Regions from separate parts of the Gossypium hirsutum genome. Here region 2 is linked to region 1. The links are chromatin contacts, called in public Hi-C maps. All regions are on one chromosome and are shown on one strand. The core of a region is the stretch at or near the end of the contact, and the rest is flanking DNA. Distances in the headings are between cores, read along the strand shown.

Region 1 (3,576 bases), core at 729-3,228:
ATTTCAGTGGAAACCCCATTACCCATTAAAAGAAAGGACTTACCGGAGTACGGAGTAGAACCATGTAAATTCGAAGTGTCTCGATAAATGTGATGAGTAGCCCCTGAGTTCTACTGGAAATGGAACATAAGAAGTAGTAGTACTAAAATTAGAATCATATGCTATAGCATTAGAATAATCCGAAGCATGCAACTCAAGAAGCCTGGGGGAATCCCAACAAACTGAGACGAGTCATACGAAGAGGAATCCACACTAAACACACGAGTACGCAATTTTATATGCCACAGAGCCTCATGAACAGTCTGTCAGGATCTATCAACATTCACACAATTAGCAGAGGGCCCAGGCAAAACATGATCATCATTCGAATGGGACCGGACTGACCCACTAAGCCCATGCGGTCGAGAAGCCGGCCCACCATACGAATAGCCCAAAGAATCACCACCAAATTGTGGACCAAGAAAATGACGGCCAGTACCAAAATCACACTCATAAGGTACAGAATTGAAATTTGGGCCATCAATATCATTCGGCCCGTTACCATATTGGGCAAATGAATTAAAACCATTATTTTTATATGCTGCAGGTGGCCCACGCGAGGCAACATTATCAAACCTATCATTCGACTGAATTTGAGACCTCCAATTTTGACCAAGAGACCCCCAATTTTGACCATACTCAAGAGGTCTGTTCCCACGCTCCAACTCGCCCCTATTCGCACCAAACGCAAACCCACCATATCGCACCGCCGGTGCTGGTGCTTCTAACTGTGGCTGCCAACCACGGTCATATCAATAGTAACACCGCTGTTCGAGATGACCGAATCGATTGCAGATCTGACATTAGATTCATGGACGGAAGCTTCAACCACGACCACGACCAAAAGGGCGACCACCACGAAAGGCCCCGTCCGTCGGCTGCAACTGAGTCCCTTCCACAATGTTCACAGCCACCAAAACATTCTAAATAGAGCAAATCTGTCGAGCTTCATATTCAATCAGAGCATCGACAAGCTGTTGAAAAGGTAACGAAACTGGGGAGAGCGACGCATGGGAGACAATGGCTTCAAACTCAGATGAGAGTCCAGCGAGAAGGACCACCGTTCGTTCAGCCTCTGAAGTTGGAGATCCAGATGCTGCAAGAAGAGCACACAAGGTTTTGATCTTGTCAACATACAACTGAATAGAGAGATTACCTTTCCGGAGAGAATGAAGTTCATGACGCAATTGCGATTGCTTCGCAGTAGTATCAGCGGCGAACAAGTTATTCGCCATGATCCAGACATCACCGGCAGTCTGAACATCCGTGAATGACGATAGGAAGGAAGAGCTGATCGTGGACAACAACCACGAGGTAAGTAGATTATCTTGTTGATCAAAAATGGATGCAGACGGATTGGTGACAAGAGCGCCATCGAAGGACTGGACAAATCGCGGTGGAGCCGTAAACGTTCCGTCAATAAATCCGAGCAAACCATAACCACGAAGAATGAGACGAATTTGCTGCTGCCACTGAATGAACAAATCAGTATCAAGCTTCACAACCTCATGCCGAGGAAAGGACGTGACCACAAGATCACCAAGAAACACCGAGCCAGTAGGCTTAACGAAGTCAGAGTCGGTGGAATGCGTGGTAACCATGGCCGAGGATCACCGTGCGACTGATACCATGATAGAAACCTAGTAAGCTAATGACTACTTAACAAAAGATTTTACAGAGAACTAGAAAATATTTGCATTCAAATTTATTAAACTTGCTTGCTTTGAATAGTGCCCAAATACACGTATATATACACTTGATAAAGCCTTCACTACTGTTAACAAATTACAAGCTCACTAACTGCTTAACCACCTAACTAATTACACATTAAACACATGTGTAATCTCGTACTATAACAAGGAGAAATTTATAACCTTTACAATTCCTATCTTTTTCACAAGGCTTTAATAGAACATTTCATAATTTTTGTGGCTCAATTAAAACTCTCCTAATTTACAATTAGTGATATAAAAGAGAGTAAACAAAAAAACCTTCTACAAGGTGTGTGTTTACAAAAATTGAGCTCTCAATACAAAGATATGTGAATGATAAAAGATTTGACACTAAGCTTCTAGAGAATATTTATAAGAGAAATGAATAAATAAATATTTGAATGACTTTCTCTTGATCTTGATGTTTGGATATTTCTCTCTTTAATCTTGAAGTGTTCTTGAAGTGTATTTATATCAAATAACAAGTTTGTGGACATTTATGGCTAGGGGGTGAGTGTTCGATTGAAACAAGTTAAACAGAATCAAGTGAAAAAAGTTCAAGTTAGTCGAGTTAATGAATCCTATTTTATCAACAATTTGAAAATTTGAAAATTTGAAGATTTGAAATTTTTTTAAATCAAGTCGAATCGAATCGAATATATTTATTTGAGTTAAATTAAAAAAAATAAACCAATTCAAAAATAATTACATAAGTTTTATTTTATTAATTTTTTAATTATACTGTTTTTTTTTATTTTTTTTTCTAAAATATTAACTAAAATTCTCATTTTTATATATTTTTAATTTTTTTTTGAATTTTTAAAAATTATATTGATATATTTTATAATTTTCTATAATTTTATTTTTAAAAATTCAATATTTTCTATTTTTTTATTTTTAAATTTTTAGACTATATATACATATCAACATGGATATCACGTCTCATATTATAATTGGCTGAAAATTGCCAAGTGGTATGTTCTAATTGTGTCGTATGTCAATTAATTTTTTAATATTGTTAATGTGATTGGGCTGAAATTAGTTAACATGATGTAACTTTATATATCAATTTATATAAAAAAAATTAAGTACTAAATTTTTTAAAATAGTATACTTTAAAAGTAAAAAAAAAAAAACCTTTAAGCCAAAGCTATACATTTGTAGCTCAAAAAAACTTTGAAAATTTTTCAAATCGAGTTGGGTCTAATCAAATATATTTATTTGAATTAAATTTAAAAAATTAATTAATTCAAAAGTAATTATAGAAATTTTAGTTTTTTTTTTAAATAATCATAATCAAGTGTATATTATACTCAATAAATATATAAGTGAAATAGTTAAAAATTTTCCTTTTTTAAATAAAGATACGACATTTTAAATTATAAACAACTCTTTAAAGAAAAAGATAGCTATAATTATAAAATTTTCCAAATACTTAACTGGGTTTAAGAAAAAAAAGCTTAAACTCAACTTAGCTACAAGATAGATAAGTCTCACTTTACTACACTATGACATTTTTTTCCTTTGTCTCAGGCAATTAAATAAAGTATCAAATAAAATAAAAATCTCGTATTAGTAAAGTAAGCTCTATTTAATACTTCCCACACTAAACTCATTTTAAAATCAGCTAAAATTAAAATTCAAAGAAAGAAAAAAGAAGCAAGGAGCAAGGAATTGCTGAAAAAGTGGAAGGGTTGATGAGAGAGACCTTTGGAGAAAGGAACAATGCGGCAATGGGCAATGCGCAAGGATTTAATCGTAGAGATTTAGGTGTATTATATCTAAAAAAATTTAGGGTTGTCCGTTTGGGGTTTAAGCATGGTTG
Region 2 (3,576 bases), core at 652-3,151, 570 kb after region 1:
TTTAAGGGATATGCCAAGTTATAGTTTTGAAAAGTAAACGATTATCGTTGTTGCTACAATGACGATACACAATTTTATCCGAAAATATGTCGGTCAAAATAATACAGATTTTATGGAATACGAAGATATTAACTGGGCGTATGAGAATATTATTGATTTAGCAAATGCGCATGGTCGAGAAAGTGATGATAATGATGACGATGATGATGGTGATGATGATGGTGAATCAAACAATTCAAGTGGTCTTGAAATTAAATTAATAAGATATGCTATAGCTTCTAGTTTAATGAATTCACTTTAAATTGTAAATGCTATTGTAAAATTTTTAGTATTTATATTTGGTATATAAATATTGGGAAAGGATTGTATGAAACAGTGACGCCACATCATCTGTATCCCTTTCCAATAGTTTTATGCCACATCAGTACTCTTATCCTGAATTTCAAGATTTTATCCTAAAAAAATCAAATTCAAATTAAAATACTGAAATTCAGGATACAATCCTAAAATTCAGTATAAGAATACTGATGTGGCATAAAACTATTGGAAAGAGATACAGATGACGTGGCGTCACTGTTTCATACAATCCTTTCTTATAAATATTATCCCTTTTTGAAACTTTAATCCAAATATATGTAATATTTTAATTTGCTAGGTTTATGTTTTCTATGTTATGTTAATATTTAATATGAGTTATATATTCAAAGTATATTTTAAAATAAAATAATACAAATGTGTTAAAAACATTAATTAAAAAAATCATTTTTAAAATAATACAATTGTGTCACTATCTAATTACAAATATTTAATTATTATATTTAAATATTTAAATATAGTTTATATATTCTAATTGAATTTAATAAATAATTAAAATAAATTACTTAAAAATATTTAAAATTAATATTATATATTAAAATATTAACAATAAGTTATAATAAATTATTTTTTATATATTGGTAAAATATCATAATATTAACTAATTTGAACATTATTTAAATATATTTGTTAGTTTATAATATCATGTCTAAAATGGACATTTTATTTCTCAAAAGCACTTTTTGACAACAATATTAAACACTCAAATTTTCAAAAGCACTTTTTCATAATACTTTTCAAAAGCATTGCCAAACAGACCTTACGTATGAAATCACAAAGGGGATGATGGTGATGGTGACGCTGATAACCTAGAATTTCAAATTGCACAAATATTTATATTTTTAGAGTATAAAAGATTAGAGATTTTCTATTATTTTACGGTTTACTTCAATATTTATCATATATAAATATTATTTATTATATTTATTAAAAATTCTTTATTCTATCTAGATTATTTATTAAATTTAGTTGAAATTCTTTATTTATCTCGTTAATTTATTAACTTCATTTGAAATTATCTAGTCCTACCTTTTTAATCTAATCAAATTGTTTAAGTTTGAACCAAAATTATAAATTTTAATTTACAAAAGAAGGTTACATATCATGAAATTAAATACTTCATGTCGCCTCTAAAATGTTACAAATTTTATAATAAAGTTTTAAAAAATAAATATAATTATTTGAATTGCGAATACAATAAACTAATTTAAACCTAATATAAACTATAAAAAAAATTTACAAAATCATGGTTGAATCGTTAAACCCACTAATTCTATTAAATAATTTTTTAAAAAAATTATAAAAAAAAAAATAGAAAAAAACTAATGAAACCGGTTAAACCAATTTAATTAGATCATATTAACTCACCCGTCAACCGATCAATATCTCTCCAAACTAATACTTCGACCACTTATTGATCCAATCGGTCTGATCGGCCGGTTTAATTTGGTTCAACCAACTATTTGACGAAGGTTGGTTGAAGAGCAACAAAGCTATAAGGTTAAACGCCACCGTTTTAACGGGTGATGCATCTTTCTTCTGCTTTTTTCTCAATATACGACTCCGTAGAAAGCAAATTACTGGAATCTATCATTCTCGGAACGAGTAGAGTTTGTAAGTTAGGGTTTTGGGAACGCATGATGATTGGGATTTGATGGTGTGGCGAAAGAGTAATCAAGTGTAAAAGAGAGGGGAGGGGGTGTAAATCGCAATCCTAACTGCAGTAAATGGAAAGCTTTGAATCTGAAGAACCAGAGAAGAAGAGGCCTCACTTGGATTCTCCCGCCATGGCCCGTAATTCCTCCACTTCTCCCAACCACACCAAATCTGTAATCTCTCTCTCACACTTTTTTTTCTTAAATATATTGTTTTCCTCTTTAATTTCTTGATAAATTAATGGGTTTGCATGATTTTATTCGCTTTCTTTTTGAGCTATAATTTCTCCTCAAATCAAAATTGCTCTGGAATACATTTTGTTTTGTCCTGTCGCCCGGAAGAATCAAATGTTAAAACTGAAATATTGAATCTTGGGACATTACTTTCGACTGTTCACAAAATGGAAAGTTGATCTAAAATTTTTCCTGCTATTAGTTTTCTTCTTGGATGCTCAGTTGTATTCCATTTCTTCATGGTCTCTGGGTTATTCATGGAAAATTTTAATTTCAAATGCTTTCTCTCTGCCGTCGAGACAGTATAGGAAGAGAAGGGGAATTTATTTATTACTTGTTGTGGATCAATTTTGATTTAATTTATTGTTAGTGGTGGATAAGTAGTTTGCTGCGAAACTCGATTCCCCTTCCCCTGTGGGTCTATACGGGGAAAAAGGAAAACAAGCTCTTTCTCTTAGCGATTTACCCATAATCAGTATATCACTGATATGCTTTTGTTTGTTTAGATTTGCGGATTTAGGGTGACACACCAAAATTAAGGGTTTTAAAAAAAAAAAAATCTTTTTTTCACTTAATTTATCTGCTAGGGTTATGTAACTCCAATTATTATTAAATTGAGCTGATAATGTGAATAGTTGAAGTAGTTTGCACTAACCGAGTAGGTTTGCTGCATCAATGCTGTATATGTCAAATGGAAATATTGTAAATTAATGAAATGTGATGTCTTTTTCATCATCTCAAATTATTTGAGTTGCCTATTTGGATCTATCTTAGAAATTGAAAATTTCCCTAAACTTCTAGTTATATTCTGGTCTCTTATCTGATTCAAACCATTCCTAGACTTGTCATGAATCAGTTTTAGGCATCTGATTATATGCATGGGCACCATAAATCCACCAGTTTGCACATTTTGTTGAGTTGATAAGCTAAGCCCTGAGCATAACCTAATTCAATATCAGGCATACCTAAAGATGAGTGGAGATATACTGTCCCCTGCCACCCGATTGAATTTGCCTTTCACTTTTTATACATGATTTGATTTTTCAGAGTGCCCTCTTATTATCACTATGATATTTCTGCATACACCCCAATGTGTAAGGTTGGTGCACATGTCAAGTAAATTTAAAATTGATAAAATCCGTTTTTGAACTTTTTCCCTGCATGTTTACAAATTTGTGTTTTTAATTCTCTCATGCATTTTATTTGATATAGAGGAATTCTTTTTATCCAGGTTGATGCGGCAGTTCTCCAGTACCAGAATCAAAAACTTGTCCAGCAGTTAGATATTCAGAAACATGAGTTGCATGATCTT

The links. Hi-C and Micro-C count contacts between places; a contact is called where the count stands out from the background.
Region 2: a Hi-C map of leaf shows a contact between it and region 1, with 4 times the contacts expected there. The contact joins the promoter of LOC107925667 here to the promoter of LOC107925354 in region 1. A contact is called at or near these places in 5 of 34 Hi-C or Micro-C datasets (hypocotyl, leaf and seedling).

Annotation. Positions count from the first base shown.
Region 1 is chrA08:19,710,628-19,714,203 of Gossypium_hirsutum_v2.1, forward strand. It overlaps LOC107925354, which reads right to left and starts at 1,979. Exons shown (of 2, transcript XM_016856098.2): 1 at 44-1,979. The coding sequence starts at 1,640. The coding sequence ends at 963.
Region 2 is chrA08:20,281,733-20,285,308 of Gossypium_hirsutum_v2.1, forward strand. It overlaps LOC107925667 (E3 ubiquitin-protein ligase BRE1-like 2), which reads left to right and starts at 1,902. Exons shown (of 18, transcript XM_041074592.1): 1 at 1,902-2,204; 2 at 3,496-3,576. The coding sequence starts at 2,103.